Linked DNA regions of Mus musculus: region 1 is linked to region 2. The links are chromatin contacts, called in public Hi-C maps. All regions are on one chromosome and are shown on one strand. The core of a region is the stretch at or near the end of the contact, and the rest is flanking DNA. Distances in the headings are between cores, read along the strand shown. Region 1 overlaps Adamtsl1 (ADAMTS-like 1). Region 2 has its middle 220 kb from the start of Adamtsl1.

What was found. A called contact is a pair of places that touch in the nucleus more often than the background predicts.
Region 1: a contact with region 2 is called in a Hi-C map of cerebellum, with 2.4 times the contacts expected there. The contact joins two enhancer-like sites. A contact is called at or near these places in 7 of 484 Hi-C or Micro-C datasets (cerebellar granule neurons, cerebellum, myocytes and 2 more).

What each region holds. Positions count from the first base shown.
Region 1 is chr4:86,123,258-86,125,957 of GRCm38.p6, forward strand. All of the region lies in intron 3 of Adamtsl1 (ADAMTS-like 1), which reads left to right. Among named protein-coding and RNA genes, the nearest start is that of Adamtsl1, 71 kb to the left of the region's middle. Within about 2 kb of position 1,329, at least 16 of the 459 cell types and tissues checked have an H3K27ac peak or open chromatin away from gene starts, as enhancers often do. A contact at or near this core is called in cerebellum, where this site is marked.
Region 2 is chr4:85,836,523-85,839,222 of GRCm38.p6, forward strand. It overlaps a transcript of Adamtsl1 not described here. Among named protein-coding and RNA genes, the nearest start is that of Adamtsl1, 220 kb to the right of the region's middle. Within about 2 kb of position 1,384, at least 41 of the 459 cell types and tissues checked have an H3K27ac peak or open chromatin away from gene starts, as enhancers often do. A contact at or near this core is called in cerebellum, where this site is marked.

The DNA of each region.
Region 1 (2,700 bases), core at 79-2,578, 290 kb after region 2:
AAGATATAAAGGAGGATCTAGTGATACAACTGGCTTCTGCATGATGGCATTTTTCCTCTAAATTGATCACACTTGATTTTTACTAAGGGACTGTAAAAGGAGTGTTGATGATGCTTGATGATGGTTTGGAGCAACATGAGCCGGCATTTCTAGACTATAGAGGTGGGTCTGCCTCTCACTCCCATGATGCTAGCAACAGGGAAATGAAAGAGCTTCTCCTGAAGGCCATGTTGCTTTCATATGAATGGACAGCTCATGTCAAGCATCTACTGTCAACCCCAGGGTTTGCTTCCTTCACTGTTGCCAGATTGGAATACCCTATGGTGAATGTTCAGATAGACCTGCAGCAAGGGTGCCTCTCACTAGTACCATGTTATCTGAAGGACTTTTGCAGACTGAAGTCTTTATCAGATAAGTTTTCAACTGATGAGTAGAAGTCAAGGATGAATCCATCATCATATAGACTTAAAATATATATCATATTGGGGGACGCAGATATGAGTCCCATCTGCTAGCAAGTTCCATAGTCTTACACAAAACAGCAGTAGCTTCTTACTTGATCATAACCAAAGAGTCCAGAAGCAAAGGTGATAGTTTCTCTGTGCCACGCCCCTCTTCCCTGAAGTGACAGATAAAACTGATCATATAAAAATTCATAGATGTAGAATACCAGCAGAAGAAATGAACCGAAACGAGAGTTTTCATATCTGTCATATGTCAGTCCTGGGATTTAATGGCTCATTTAGTTCTCACAACTTCTGAAAAATGGGTTGTGCCTCAGGTTTAGTGAGAGAAAAGTTGAAGCATTTAAAGAGAAACAGCTTAATGTGGCCCTGCCAGATTCATCAGTATCAAATCCTGTGCCCTATCCCTATAAAACAGGCAGGAGATAATCTAGGCTAACTTTTATTTAGCAAAGAACAAAACTGGAATAGAAGAGGCTTTTAAAGGCCAAGCATTTTTAAAAACAACATACACTTTTTTAAAGAAAAGAGATATTTGAGTTTATGGTAATTACAATCCCACCAGGTTAAAAGTATTTGAACTGCTGAGAACTTTAAATGTGCAAATTAAACACAGGAGGAAGAGCAAATCCAAGCACCCTAGCTGAATACACCCCCAGATGCTCACCACTGCTCTCACCCTGCCCCTGTTCCCTTTCCTGGGAGCCTCTCTGCCTGTCAAGAAGATATAAATGTGTAAGTCAGTCCTCTTCAGAATCGCCTTTCCCAACCCCCTGTTTCTGGATTCCATAGGCTGTGTGCTGGCCTCTGGTGAACCAAATAGCAGCTTGAAGCAGGGTCTTGACAGTGATTTAGAGAGAAATGACTACTGCTGTTCATCCCTTGGCAGAGCGCCCTTTGGAATGAAACCAAACAAGCTGCCATGCATAGGCTGCTAACTTGCAGATACTTGCTTGCTCTCAGCCTGGTTTCCATGAGCCGAAAAATGATAAGCAGCATCAAATCTTCTGATTAACACAAAAAGATGTTGAAGGTGAAATAATAGCAGCATTGGGGAGGGGCATCTCCCTGAGAGTGGGGCCATTGTTTACTTAATGAGCTCTTTTACACCATGTTGTGATTCTTTATTTATTTATTCTGGAAGTTAGCCTTCTGTGTGCTTTTTTTTTTTTGTTTTCATTTTAAATATCCTTTTTCTTTATGGAGGAAGTTATGACTTTTAAGAGAGGCTATCTTTGAGGTCCCATTACATTTTCCTTATAATCTTGCTGTAAGCTGTAGCCAATGTGGTGTTCAGAGAGTATATGGTTCAAGTTCCCAGTGAAGTTCGGGGTTTTGAGTGAAACATGGTCTTGTGAGAAGAAAGGGTGAAAGGCATTGATAACGTTTCTTTTCCTTTGACTCTTCACTGTGAATAGCCTTCAGAGCTCAGCCTCACTTACATCCCATATTTTTCCAGGCTCCTTTTCTCAAGCAGTATACTTAGTATGCAATTTTTTTTCTTACCCAAGCAGAAATTTTAAAATAATTTAGCAGTCTATTTTCAAAGTGTATCACTTAAGACCTTATCTTTTTCTTCCTTTAAATTAGCAGTTGAAGTGACGTTGTTTGGGTTACTATGGGTTTGAAAATACTTCACATAAACCTCTCAATCAATATAGGAGGACTGGGCCATCATGACTGCATAAACCCCAGATAGGCACTTTCTTGATGTGCAACACTGTTCTATCCACATCAGCTATGTAGTCACCTGCTTTAGTTATGAGCATCCGCATCTAAGGCTTCTGATGAGGCAGAGCTCTGTATCACACAGAACTCCGAAGAGTCTGCATCCTGATAGGCATTCTCAAAGGCCACTGAGCTTCCCCAAGACCTCTAGGGGAGAAAGTTCTCCATCTTGTGTATACATACTTTGTACAGTTCTAATGCTCAAGAGACATTTTTCTCAAAGACTTGATGCATACTTTCTTTCCTATTACTCTTAAATCAAATTCAATTGATGTGAATTTCAATTCAATAGATCTTATCAACTATGTGCAAGACATTGATTGCCCTGGAAGAAAATGAAAATACAAAAGGTTGTATAGGATTTTTTTTCCTCCTCTCAAATGTTTTGCAATTAGAGGAAGGATGAGAAGAAAGATAAAAAAAAAAAATTCTAGTAACCCAATGAGGAATAAGATAAGCTATATAAAAATAGCAAAACAAAAGCAAAGAAATTGAGTTCTTTTAATTC
Region 2 (2,700 bases), core at 134-2,633:
GATGATATCATATGTTTATATGGCCTTAACATATAGTTTGTAAGACTTCCAAAGTCTTGGCTGTATCTTGTTTTAAAAACATGAGGACCCTGTAGCCACACTGCCCACTACACATCCCTCCTTCCTCCAGTTCTCCATCTGGTATTCAAAGGTAATATAGGGTGATGTAGAACAACCCAGTCATCTGACTCATCTCTTCCCTATTGCCGCTTTTGACTTAACTGTGTGTCTGTCACAGAGGTTCCTGTTGCTTCAGAAATGTCCCGACTAGGTCTGGAAGCACCTAAGCTGCATGGTTTTGTCAATGAAATAAAATTCTCATGTGAGGTGTGAAGAGCGATGGGAAACGTCAAAGTTGCTTGATCATTATTGTTGCTACAAAGTTGGTCTCCTAAGGCCAAGACAGCAAAGGAGAGCTATTAACACACAATGTCCATCATTATGGTTGTTTTCTTGTCAGCTGGAGAATATATCATTTTTGACAAGTGCTTGGCATTTTTTTTAACTCATTCAAGGAGTTGGACATAATTTGTCTGAACTGCCTCCTCTGAAAACCTCAGAAGTTAGTTCTTGCCCTTGCTATAACACTGAGAAAACTGTGCCTGGCTGTTAGACCATCAAAGGCATCAGCCAACTCACAGTGAATAGTGATACCATTATGTATTGTGCAGCCTCCTTGGAAAAAGCTTTAATTCCACTTCAGCTTTCCAGCTAGCAGAGTTGGCATTGTGTAGACACCACCATAGATGCTAAAAGTGGCTGGTGGCCAACAAAAGCCCCCTGCTGTGTCTTCCACTCTCTGAAGTAGATTCCTTACTTTCAGGCAGTGTAAAGCAAGAATGCTTCATGTACCAAATCATTTGGCAGTCTTCAATGGCATGAAAAACAACTTGTTTGTATAGAAAAATATTTTCCAGAGCTAGAAGCCCATAAAGATTATTGCCTCTTTTTAGTACACAGAAATATTCCACAAACATGACTCTCTCAGCTTTCTGCACTATGGTACCCAGAGCAGAGATTGCTCTGCGATCATCCTTTAAAGGATGCCCTCCCTTGTGGCCAGCCCTTGGGCCATCTGTGCCTGGCTCCTCCTCCGTGGTGCCTGATACCCACTGCCCATCCTGCCACTGATCAGGCTTATGGTTGGCCATCCCAATGTACAGAGAAAGAAAATCTGCCTTGGCAAGGCTGCCCCTCCCTGCTGATGAAGGAGCCTTGGCATTGTTTTAGCTGCCAGTCTGCTTGCCTTCTTGTTGCCTTTGGAAACCTGCACTTTCTCTGTGGCTTTGTGGTCGTTTCCATCCGCCAGTGTGGTCCCTCACAGAGGCACTAGCGTGCCAGACCAGCCTATTTGAATTGGTGCCAGGCCACTTACTGGGGAGGTGAAGCCAAATCCCATATATTTAAAACTGCAGTGCTGTGCTTGTCCACCTAGCTCCTGTCTCCTGAAGTCATTAGTTGTGGTTTTACTTTACTGTTAAAACACTCTTCTTTTTTTCCTCTCTCTCAGCTCTGGCTATTTTCATCTATATATATTTAGCAAGTTGTATGTAGGTACAGATTCTGCAGTTCTACTTAAATCTCTCTTTCTCCTCCCCCCCCCCTTTTTCTTCTATTTGTGTCCTACGGAAAGAGAATGTGTTTCCTATTAAATGGGGGCGGTGGGGAAGAAGATAGGGAGACCCAATATTTGACTAGAATAGAAAGTGAGGGAGCAGTGGAATTCTGCCCTGTAACGTGGGAATGGAGAGGCGCCTGTTCATGTGGCCACAGGACAGATATCATCCCTGGTCTCAAATTTCCTCAGGAAAAACACAGACCTTTGGAAACTTGATACATCTCAGGCTGCAGTTTGCTTGGCATATGTTAATATCCTTCTAATATCCTGGGGATTCGTTGAGTTGTGTAGTATCTAAGACTGTAAAAAGGAAAGCATGATTGCACAATCTAAAGCAGATAAATAATATGATTTCTATTCCTCAGCTGAGTTGGGGAAGTTAAGTGATTTTCCTGAAATCCCTCGGGAAGTTCCAGACACATTTAGGAATATAACATGTGAATTCTAACCCACAGACCTTTCAACTACAGACAGTTCTCACTCTCTCTATTTACTCTAGAATTCCACACATGTGTCTCTCAAGTAAACATTTGCATCTGGAGAGCTGCGTATGTGTATGCCTGGGACAGGAGGATTCCAAAATTGTCAGAGGAGTTGGGTTAAACATCACCAAGGCCCATGATCAGCCATTTATCAGGATATGTCCACTTTAAATAGCCACAATCCCAAAAAGCATCTACGGTAGATCAGACTTCAGTCCTAATGGAACTCATTCTTACCCAAAGCAAAGCAAGAGCCAGTGTAGTTGGCACTCATATTGTACGTGCTTCATCTAGCATCCTATATAAAATCGAGAATGGAATACAGAATATGGAGAGCATTCCTTCACAGGGAGATGATGAAACAACTAGCCATTGAGGGGCAAATGTGACAACTACATAAAAGACGTGGTTTCGACATTTTTCTATCAGAACTTTACATCTGGCTTGCAAGGTACAGTTACAATAATTTGAGGATTTTAGAACTGCCTGAGATGAGAAAATCTCAATAAGGAAATCTTATCTAAGTAGTTATGATAGTTAATACCTATAATATCAACATTTGTAATGATAAATCATAGCTACTTAGCTATGATTTCAAAA